Linked DNA regions of Acanthopagrus latus: region 2 is linked to region 1. Evidence: chromatin contacts called from public Hi-C data. All regions are on one chromosome and are shown on one strand. Each heading gives the region's core, a stretch centred on a gene start, on an enhancer-like site or on the middle of the called end of the contact. The rest is flanking DNA. Distances are from core to core; before and after follow the strand shown.

The links. A called contact is a pair of places that touch in the nucleus more often than the background predicts.
Region 2: a contact with region 1 is called in a Hi-C map of muscle, with 2.6 times the contacts expected there. The contact joins the promoter of LOC119029647 here to the promoter of LOC119030491 in region 1. A contact is called at or near these places in 3 of 4 Hi-C or Micro-C datasets (all in muscle).

Annotation. Positions count from the first base shown.
Region 1 is chr12:10,528,018-10,533,730 of fAcaLat1.1, reverse strand. It overlaps LOC119030491 (syntaxin-2-like), which reads left to right and starts at 1,378. Exons shown (of 9, transcript XM_037118126.1): 1 at 1,378-1,455; 2 at 1,797-1,871; 3 at 1,992-2,091; 4 at 3,158-3,232; 5 at 3,586-3,659; 6 at 3,916-4,024; 7 at 4,951-5,024; 8 at 5,192-5,329; 9 at 5,412-5,713. The coding sequence starts at 1,821. The coding sequence ends at 5,618. LOC119030492 (a long non-coding RNA gene) reads right to left here and starts at 1,427. Exons shown (of 3, transcript XR_005078295.1): 1 at 1,286-1,427.
Region 2 is chr12:10,791,361-10,797,499 of fAcaLat1.1, reverse strand. LOC119029647 (T-box-containing protein TBX6L-like) reads right to left here and starts at 2,568. Exons shown (of 10, transcript XM_037116650.1): 1 at 990-2,568; 2 at 336-511. The coding sequence starts at 351.

The DNA.
Region 1 (5,713 bases), core at 129-2,628:
ACTTCAAAATACCCATCATCTGTCATCATCATCATCATCATCATAATCTATTCAATTTTTGGTCACAATGCCCACTGAACAGCAGAAAAACCGAAACTGATTTTTCCCACATTTCGACTTGATATGTTAAAGAAAACCTAACAAACAACACTAATACAGGCTGCATTCTTTTTAACTATACTAGCCATGACATTAGTGAGCCAGCACACATAACAGCATGACCCAGAAAAAAGTAGTGAAGTATCCAATTTGCCAGAATAGACTTTTATTTCACTGCAGGCATTCTAAAATGTCAAAGCAGGAAAGGCACAGGTGGAATTAATTAAATTAATGATGGATCTAAAAATGGCGGCCAAGTTGCCGCTGGCAACACGTGTAGAGCAAGACGATGTGGTACACTGAGCAGGTTAACACAAAACTACATGGTATTCTACTGTGATCGTGACAAACTGCGACTTTCTTGACTAGGGAGTTTAGTTTACATCGACAAACATCGTATGTGTAGTTCATTGCACGATTCAAATGAGACGAAAAAAGTATTTGTCTCTCACAACTGTATGTAACCGAAATTAGGTCCCATACGGTCCACCGGAAGGGGCGTGGCTTTGGCAAGTAATGATGACTAAAATGGTCATTTTAAAAAGCAGTGAGGACATTTCCCCAACCTTCCCAGTGTAAATGACACCAGTGAATTAGGCTACTTATAACTGCTACTTTAAATGTTAACTTCCTGATAATAGGCTGCACTTTCAGGACACTAGTTTAAGACTTTGTGTTATAGTTTTGAGCTTTATTCAACCAAAATAATACTTTCTGATTCATTATTTATAGTTTTAAAGGTTGATTACAACCAAATGATATTTTGATTAACTATACTTACTACCTGAGTATACTTCTTCCACTGCTTCATGTACAGTATTTGATACCACATTAAACAGAGGTCAATTGCTCCACGTTCCCGTGCTGGCTGCACATTGAGGACCACAGTTTCAGAACCCTCCTTTAATACTTTTTGTTAAAGTTTTGAATGTTTAATCCACCAAAACGATACTTTCTGATTCATTATTCATACTTTAAAGGTTGATTCCACCCAAATAATACTTGGTGACTGATTATTTATAGGCTTAATATAGGCCAACTTACACTTTGATTCCCATTACCTGTAGTGGAGTGGGCCACTGTCTGGTATTAGGCCTAATCAAATACGTGAATACTTATTCCACCGCATGTAGGCCTGCTGCAGTTATTAACACATTAAACATTGACACATTTCTCCTCCTCCTACCTGCTCTGTACCTTGGCCCTGTCGCGCGCGGAGCTCTCAGGTGAGGGAGGCTTGTTTTGCTCAGCGTGCTGTGTCGGGAACGCGCATCGTGGCCGCGCCCTTTATGATACAGGTGCGCTCGGCCCAGCCCACAGCAGCACGGGGAGGAGGAGGAGGAGGACACAGCGCAGGTAGGCGACAAGGTCGAGCCTCACCGTTAATACCGAAAGTGACCGAGGGACCGAGGTGATATGATGTCCCGCCTGTCTTTGTCGTGATGGTGAGGCGGGAGCATGGCGGCGGTCAGTGTCTCAGCAGCAGTTAGTCGCAGTTCAGAGACTGAGCAGTTAACACGGCCAGTGTACATCCAGCTAGTGTTTCTTTGTATGGCGGCAGCGTATCAAAGCGGGCTGTTGAGAGTGTATCTGAATAGTGTATATTAGTGTGGCAGGTGCTGACAGAGTTCAGACGGCTGTTTATGACGAGCTACAGGTGGCCATTTTAATGAGTTCCCTCTTTTTTTGTTTAACAGAAGCAGCAGCAGAAGCGAGGTGATATGACAGAGACACCAGAGAGCACAGTCAACATGGAGGAGTTCTTGAGCACGGTAACCTCACACACATACACACAGCCTCTGTTTGTTTATCTTTTCACATATCCAGTGGGCTGATAGTGTGTGTGTGTGTGTGTGTGTGTGTGTGTGTGTGTGTGTGTGTGTGTGTTGTAGGTGGGGGAGTTGAGAAGCCTCATTGAGAAGACATCTCGTCAGGCAGAGGAGTTGGAGAGGAGACATGGCGCCATCCTCTCTGCTCCCACCCAGGACAAGAGTGAGTGCAGAGAACTGCAGCACCGTGAACAGTGTGTCTGGATTGGAGCTGTAAACATGAGCTGAATATGTTTCTTAAGATGGCAGAAAAGGAGAAACTCGATGCCTCCCACTGTTGTGCTGATTGCTCTGAGGGGACTATCCCCTCCTTTAGGGCACTCACACACACACACACACACACACACACACACACACGCACACACTGTTGGGAAGACAAACAGTAGGTCCAAACTGCCTTCGACAAACACACCTTTGTCTGTTTGTAGAGTGTATTGGCCTTGAAAAGGATAAACCACTTCAGGACAGGTATAACCACACCACACAAAGGCGATTTTGGGGCTGAAGGGTCTGCCTCACATACCGGGATAGTGATGATGATGATGATGATGATGATGCCAATGTTACAGCCACAATCACAACATGGTTGCTTTGTTGATATGGAGAGCTACTGGTCTGTTTTGGTTGGCTAAATTCAACCTGAACTGGCTGGTCGGGGTCATCTTGAGGTAAAATAAAGCAGAGGATATTGACGCCGCTGTCAACCACCTAATAAGCCTGTTATAAATCCAGAGGTTAGGGTTATCTTTACTTTCAATGCATTTGAGGGAAGTGATCAAATATTTTTATTTTGTATCATTGCGCGCCGTCTTCCCAGCATCACAACAATCACAGCATCATCTCATTTTCTCAGTTTTCTGTGCTCGCAAAGCGTTACTAACCAAAAATGTCTGTATTTATCATCCTGGGAATGAGGCTGGACAATCAGCTGTCTTTCTGGAGCATTTATGGACAGCTGGGACAAATCCTACTCATTATACCTTTTATGTTAGTTGGTTGAAATATATATTTATGCAAGAGGTTCCTTCGGAGAGGTACTATTTGCTTTAATACTTTGAGTACAGTTCAGAGCCTGTACTTTTCTACTTTTACTTGAGTAAAAAACATGTGCCCTTTGCAAGCTCTGATTAAATCCATAAATCAGACAGAATCACAACATAAAACCTAAGCATTATGCACCTGGGTGAAATTACTTCTGCTATTAAGTCAGCTTGTTATATTGTTCTCAGGAAACAAAAAAGAGCTGGAGCAGCTGAACAATGAGACCAAGAGGAACGCCAACTTGGTCCGAGCAAAGTTAAAATGTGAGTGGGGAATTTTTTAATCTTTGTCCTTTTTGTACAGTAGATATAGATTTGACTCACACTGCAGATGCAACAGTTTTTCATTCAGTCTTTAAATTTGCAACGTCTTTTGGCTGTGGTCCATCATTGTTTGAGACGATGAGGAGGAAGAAGAACTGTGCAGCACATGGCACTTCCCCTATTTCTGGGACGGCATAGTTCATGACACAGGATTTGACTTGCAAATACAAAGGGAATAAAAGGCTGCTGAGCTCCACTGAGCATACTGTCAGATTAACAACACCCAGTTTGTAGAAAGATAAAAAAAAATGTTTTTGTTTTTATGACTGCAATCATCTTTTGTGTTCTTCCAGCAATGCAAAAGGACTTTAACGTGGACGAGAACAGTCAAAGTGCTTCAGTAATCCAGCGTATTCAGAAGAACCAGGTATGGCAGCATTTGAAGTTCCTGTAATAAGCCGAGTGCATAAAGATTGCCAGCTCTGAGTTTTATTACATCCTCCGGGGGAACAAAAATCTATAGAGCCGAATTAGTTCTTTCAAAGGGGCCTCAATCTTGACGCACTTGACGAGATCACCGCTGACAGCAGTCTGCGTCGGAGATTGATGTTTTGAATTAATTCCTTCTCATTTGTGGTGCAATAATCTGATTTGAATTTCTGCTGACTCCCCCCCTCCGTCAGCACTCCCACCTGACTCGTTGGTTTGCTGAAGTCATGAGGGGCTACCATAAGGCACAAGTCTCCTTCAGAGAGAAATGCAAAGCACAAATTCAGAGACAGCTGGAGATCGGTGAGTCGACAAAATCCAACCAAAACATTAACACTTGTTCTTCCCAACACTCTGCTCAGTGTGGCGTGAATTGACTTAAAATGGTACGCCAGGATCTTATCGTGCCAGTACAGTTTTTGTATTTTCAGGACAATGGAGCCAACTCTTTTGTTTGTTTTTTAGTTAGAACAACTGTGTTGGTGTTTATATACTAATTACTCTTCATACAGCCAGAGAAGTTTTTGTGTTTTTTATTGCCTCTTTCCTGTAACTCTGACGTAAGAATCTTGGCCTTGAATTTAAATAAGCTCTTTTCAACAACTTAATCCCTTCAGAGGGGCTGAAGACTAATTTGAAATATCAGTATCACAAAATGGCCAGTTAAGTACAATATACAAATCACACAAGCTGTATTTTTTTTGATAAAAGTAAAACATCACAACATGCCATTATGAGTGAAGCATTGTGGTGTTACACAGATGTCAAGCCTGTTATCCAGATGTAAGATAATATGTTCTGACTCCAGTACAGACCCCAGCAAAATTGCATCATCCCTGAAACTGAAATCCAAAGATGTACACAAAATTGTGACTCATATCATTAATGCAATATCTGTCAAAATAATCAGCGTTGATTTCTACCCCAGTACTCGGATAATGCTCAGGTTGTTAAATCTACAGTAAACTCAGTTGAGTTTGGTGGATGGACAGTGGCACAGCAGTAGGAAGGTGTAGAGGTGTAATAACGCCATCCTGTGGCGGACATCTGAACACACACAGGGCTTCTACCTTGGCACTTCTGCTCATTTTTTAAAGATGCAACACAAGAAAATGTTGACTGTCATTTGTGAAACCTTTCAGTGAAAATGCCGCAGTCAACAGATGTTTTTTCTCTTTATTTAATGAGATTAAGATCATCTGTTGTGTTGTTAAATGTGTCTCTCTCAGTGGATAAAGTGACTACAGATGAGGAGCTGGAGGAGATGCTGCAACGTGACAATCTTGCCATCTTCATATCTGATGTTAGTGGATTTTCCTTCAGTTCTGGGCAACACAAATGACTATGTACTAGTTGATGATGCTACTGTGACTTTGTTTTGTTAATCACTCAGATATGCAGTCACAGTGTTATTGGAAGCTGTTTCCAATGTTTGCTATAAATACAGGTGATGCACTTTTCCTTTCACAGGTCAGCTCTCAAGCTCGGATCTCAAGCCAGGCTCTGAGTGAGATTGAATCTCGTCATCAGGACATCATCTGCCTGGAGTCCAGCATCAAAGAGCTGCACGAGATATTTGTCGACACTGCCATGCTGCTGGAGATTCAGGTACGATGGCTTCCTCATTTAGATGGTTGTAAAGGGAATAAACTGAACCTGGCTGATGCTGATTATGCTTATGTTCCATCAGGGGGATCTGATCAACAACATAGAGAAGAACGTGACAAGTGCTGCAGAGTACGTAGACATTTCCAAAGATGAAACCTATAAAGCAGTCGCGTATAAGAAAAACCCCTATAAGGTAACTTCTCTCCCGAGCTTCTTTAAACCCTTCAAGAGGAAAACCACTGATAAAACTGCTACTGATCAAAACACTTCAGACTTGAGCCATGACTGAGCTCCTGAAACTGTTTGAACATTGACAGCACCAAACATTCTGATCCACATCAAAGCCTGAGCTCGCAGGAGCACACTTTGGTTAATGGTACAGTG
Region 2 (6,139 bases), core at 1,319-3,818, 260 kb before region 1:
TGTGGAGGGAACAGACATGTAAAAGTTCAGAAAAACAAATCCGATGAAACAGGGAAAACATAGAACTTCATCCGAATCTCCGCTCTGCTGAAAAGTTCAGCTTCAAATGTTTATACTGAGATAAAAGTTTAGTTTAGTACATCCTAAATGTATTCTCAGTAGTTTTCTTCAAATTATTAAAATATAACTGACCATTTAAGTACAGTTTCTCGTGCAGTGGAGGAAATTTGTTTTTTTTCCTGATAGATAGTAAACAAAATTAATTCTCCCATGCCCCTTGTGATGATTTGTCATCATACAGCATGGTTTAGATGATCTAGTAGGATAAAACTCACCCGAGATGTGCTGCATGTTTCTGCGTCCTCCTTTCGTCACCGCCAACAAAGTCTGGAGACAAAGTGCTGCTTTCAGGTGTTCTAACACTGAGGTCAAAACACAATCAGGCCAGGGTCTCTATCCTTGATAAGTTCGAGCCTTGAACTTGATTGGTCATCTCAGAGAGGGGCGGGGTCTAAGCAGCAGAGAGGGGGTATAGTTGGAACAGAGAGTGTGTAGGTGGTGAGGGTTGGGGTGGGGGGTTCAGGTGAGAAAATTACCTGACATTAAGAAGGTCTACATGTAAAATTCATAAGCTCAGTGTGCAGATGTCAGTGTCCCTTGGTGCGATGATATGTACACCAGTCATTTCTGTTCTGGTATACTGGGCTGAAAGTCAACTTTTTATATGTGCTGAACTACAAAGCCTTTTATTCTTACTAGAGACAAAAGTGGCAACGAAAGTCATTTCATTCCAGGAGACATGAGTGAAGATCCATCATATGGGAACATGAACATATCTAAAACATCTGTGTGTACACTTCCTCTTTTATCAGGTTGTTGTAACCTTTGGAAAATATGCTTAGAATAAATCACAACAATGGCGTCTATGATTTTCCCAAAGACATGATAATCTCCCTGTGAGACTTGACCATGATGGATCTAGTGCTCACCTCTGAGAAGTCATACAGTATTGCACTGGGCTTGCGATGGAGACTCTACTTTGGAGGACAGTGAGCAGAATATCAAAGCGCCCTGGGGGGATGGAAGTACAGACACATCAGGTCCCCTTCCTGCCAGCATTTGGTTGCGTATTGAAAACAAGTCTGGAGATTACAGAGGTGATAGGAGTCGGGGAGTAGCCTTGACAATGGCGGACAATGCCGCTAATCCTACGAGGGCCATTTGGTCCTGGCCCCCACCAACCCCCCCTCCCGCCTCTCCATGCTGCCTCCAGTGCTCTGGGAGGAGAACGGGCCCTCTGATGGAGCCAGCAGTTAGCAGCCCGTTCACATGAAAGGCTGCTGGGAGGAAGGGAAGAGCGGCAGTTTGGACTGTAGAGGACAATGTTCAAAGTTTAAAGCCCCGTGAAAGTTAATCCTCAATGACTGCCATTTAACGTCATTTAAAATTCCAGCAGAGGTCTCAAAGTTTCCAAACACCCCGCCCCCCCTCAAAAAAATGGAGTGAATTTGGGAGAAAAGGGTGTAAAATGTCTTGTATGTAATGTACTTCCAATTGTTGTAATCATAGAGGTCTGAATTTTTAATCACTTTAATCATACAGCTTCAGTGGTGAGTTAGGACAGCAGGGTCTACTGTACATGATACTGTCAGGGTGGAGTTTTGCAACCTCTAAGCCACTTCTGTAAAATAGAAACCAAAACAGGATGAAACTCTCAGTCTTCGGACAAATGGAGGCGTCTGCAGAAGGGTTATGATCGTTTGGTTATAAGAAATGAAGAGTTCATCTATGACTGATCTAAATTAGTCTCCATTCTCCAAAAGATATTCAGTGGTGGGACAAAATCACTTGTGTGTGTCATGTTCATGTCTGACAGGCCCCACACCAGATGCCCCAGATCTATTTGTGTCATGTGCACAGACTCAGAAGGTCATTTTGGCCAAAGGATGAGCAGAACGCTCAAAGTATCTGTTTGGACACACAACTTTCCTCTTAATTGCGTTCATGCATCTATGGACATGTGTTTAATGAGCTTCCGACACGGACACGTGTTTGACCCTAATGATTCATCACACTTTAGGAAGTGGAGCTGGTCAGATTTGGGAAGTGATCCAGACCAGCATTTTCTCACTTTTGCCCTTTGTTTTTTCTATGAAATGCTCAACAGCAATGTGTTTGTTACAGATATAATGACCCCGTTTCTAAAGATAATCCACTGACCATGGATGACAGGTTAGCTATCTATGATAGCCATTAAGAAATGAAGCTGCTCACAACAAGGTCTGTGGATTATCTTGAGTTACTAAGGCATGATCTGCAGAAAAAGACATTGCTGTTGAGTTTTTCAAATGTATTTTCAGGGGCTTTGAGCACCACAAGTGGCGGGCCATCGAGTTCCATTATACTGGAGTGAAGTCGGGCCTCTCTACAGCTGATATCTCCAAAACTCAGCAACTCGAACGATACAATCCAGGCTGACATATAGCTCTACGTGTAGGAGACAAAATTTCGATTTTCTCCTGACTCGACAGCAGTCTCAGAGAGGGCGGCCCGCTGCCTTCATGAGGCCTTTCAGCTGCGGCTGAAGGCATGTTGAAACATTTCTCCTCTGCTTAAATCAACTTCAGGCTCGGCGATGGAATTCAGTCTGTTCCTGCCTGCGGCGTGTGTCACTTCTGCAGCTATACGCTACGAAGTCAAGTTCATGTAGAGAACAGAAGCACTGCGAACATCCACGTACGCTACCGGTGAAAACTGGCAGTGTGGTAAAAATGCCAAAGTGTTTTTCATGTGACTTTTTAAAGTCGCTTCTCGGCTTGGCGGTGAATCCAGCAGTAGAGTGAGCTGTGAACTTGTTTCTGTAATGCATCAGTTCTGCTGCAGTAAAAATATCTCATGGCACAGGAAACGCTGTGGTTTCGACAGTTTCGACGAGTGAGCCTGAGAGCTGCAGCTGGGAGATGCAGCGCGGCGACCCCGGTGGCGTTAGCACAGAGACGTGCCTCTGAGATCTCTTCACCGCATGGATGCAGTGGGTGGCACGAATAGTCCTTTGCCCGCCTTCGGTAGCCGAATGCCACAAGGTACTCCCCTAGCGAGGGATGGCACTTCCAGGGAAAGAGAGGTGTGTGTGTTTGTGTGGGGAGGGGGAATTCACAACAGTTTAAAAAAAAACAAAACACCTCCAGCATCTTACAAACCAGAACCGCAGCGCCAACCAGAGATATACAACTGATAAGAGCAGAGAGAACAGTGGAGCAGCATTGATGCATTAAAAGGTGCACTATGCAGTTTTGGCTGAAGACATTTTAATCAGAAGAGACAGATCTTCAGTGACTGATATATATTTTTTTTTAAATGATGCCTCTACAAACTAAATAAACAAAGTGACCTGAAAGGACAATGCAAGTTCACACTGTTGACCTGTGTTTATATGGAGTCCAAGTGAGAATTTTTGCAACCACATTACCCAACATGTAGTCAGTTTCTTAACATCCCTTTTGTTATTGAGCTGATGCCACAGAGCGCTTCAAAATAAAAGACAATACCCGGGTGTATATTCCACAAAATAAATGATCGAACCATTATACCAAGAGTAAGCTTATCACCTCAAGTGTAAAGGTGTGCCAGTGACATAGACAAAGAGCTGCATGGGAGAAGTTCAGGAAAGGAAAGAGAGGAGAAGATGAAGGTGGAGAAGGAACTGAACAAATGGCCCAGATATACTGTAAGTGCTCTGAAGGAGGAGCAGCAGAGGAGGCTGAGCTCTGCTGCCAGCTGAATGTGGGTGACAAAGCCAGAGGACCTCAGACCTGAAGGCCACAGAGCAGGGCGGAAAGAAAACGAATCATGAATCATTATCATTATAGTTAAAACATATTACATTTGGTTTATGAGTAAAATCAAAATAACACATGTTCAGAGCCAATTAACAAATATAGTTATTGAGCTAAAATTATCATTCTGAGCATTAGGCCTGAGAAATGCTCAGAAACCACAATAAAGTTTCACTTCAGCTCTTATTTGCCAATGCTGCCACCTACAGGACCTCTTCTTATAGGTGCAATCTGCAAGTTTTTACAGGCCTTTAAACAAACTTCAGACAAATGTTTGTGTTTCTAAGCCAGACGATCACATTTGCATATGCAAACAGGTTAGTGTTTTGAGCTATGGTGGCGTGAGAGCTTAAGCAGCACACTGCACCATCTTGATGTTTGTAGAACAGGACTCATACTGCAGCAGGATGATGAGGGGTCCAAGCGGTCCTGATTTCAACCCCACTGAACATTTATGGGATACTTTTAGACTGAGGGAGCTGAGCATTCTGTGACATCACAAGAAGCTCTGAGAAACACTGTCAAATCATGCTGGGGTAACAAGACTCATCGGGTTTTACACAAACTTGTGGGGTCCATGCCAGCCGGAGGGCACAATGTGAAGCCAAAATAGAAAGAACACAGAAATTCGTTGACATTTTTCAAACATTCAACTTTTCCCTCAAATTCTGAAGTTGATATGATCATTTGTAATGAGAAGAATAGTACATAATTCAGAACAATTGCAAAACAGAAGTATTTTAACTGCTTGGTCTCAGACTTTTGGACCCCACTGTATGAAATGACAGGATGGATTACAGCAGCACTTTCTAAGGAGTCCCGGTCTGCTGAGCACGCTGACACATGCATTCTGGAAAATGAGCTTTTCTGCCCCTAATGTAATAACACAAAGCACTCCACTGAAGGCGCTTTAAGAACACATAATGCTATTTTACTGGAGTGCAAACAACATTAGGACGAAGGTTGCGCCATGGGCAAAGAGGTACTCAATTATCACAAAAAGAAACAAAGTCATATTTACACTTATCCAATTCCTTACCTGCGCTCCTTCTAGTTTAGCACAGAGAGGTGATCTATGTAAGGGTGTGAAGAATTACATTCATTCCAGCTCTGATCATCTACAAAGCAAGGGACGTAAATACACCGTAAGGGCTGTAAAGAGGTCTGATCAAGGACATCTCCCACGTCAAAGGGGAGGGGAAAGATTTTCACGCAACGGGAATAATGACTGCTCGACTCTCGGCGTGGAAAAGCGTGACAAATTAAAGGAAATTGAAAAAGGAATTGATGGGAAGAGAGAAAATTAATGAAACGCTTAAACTGAGAAATTAGAGGGGGAAGAAAGGGAAAAAATGGGCAAGACAGAGAGAAGGACGTGCGAAAGTGAAGGCGGAAGGGGAGAGTGATGAGGCATGAGGAGGAAGAAGCCCTTGAGAAAGAGAGAGCGCACAAAAGGAGAGAGAGACAAACCACTGGAGACAGGAAGAGGAAGGAGAAGATAAAAAGGTAGGAGGAAACTGAAGGGATGTTTCTCCATCTGGGGAAGAGGCAATAATGAAGGGGGGGGGGGAGGCTTCAAAGTGAGCACACAGAGTTTAAACAAGTTTATTCCAGAAGTTTTGAAGCAGAATATATTTATCAGTGATAAAACTTTTCGACTGGTCGGAAACTCGAGCTGCTGTGGATCTAACGCTGACTGACGGAGGGTCTGAGGAGCACCCCGGAGGAGGCAGGAGTGGAAGCCTCTGAACAGGAGCCCCACATGAATATTTTAGGAGGGAGATCAGAGGTGAGACCCCTGCTGATACTTGCGCCTCACTTGGCTCAGGTGAAATCAGGAGGAATGAGTGAGGCGAAACACTGAGGGGACTCTCAACCCGCTCGAGCCCCGACGTCATTATGTCCTGACCTTCTGCTGTTCTGAGACGCCTCGGTCGGTCGCTGCAGAAGGTTGCACGGAGGCAGCTGTGACAATGTGTGTTTTCATTGAGTCTTTTCATCGTTAACTGCCTAAAAAAAAAAAAAAAAGATTTGAAATACCACAGCACACACTGGATTTCTTTCCTTTAAAAAGAATTCAATAGGTGGGATCACGCTGGGTCTGACCTCACAGGCTCTCCACATGGATCAACGTCCTGCTGCTTTGATGGCTGCTGTCAGAAATGTTTTATTTCACCTCCAGCAGAGGGCAGCACGGCACCAACAAATAGACTGCATTAAGTTCCCCTTTTAATTGTGTTAAGAACAATCACACATCTTTGTCAGTATGAGGTGTTAATTGCAGTTAAAATTGAGCCACTTTG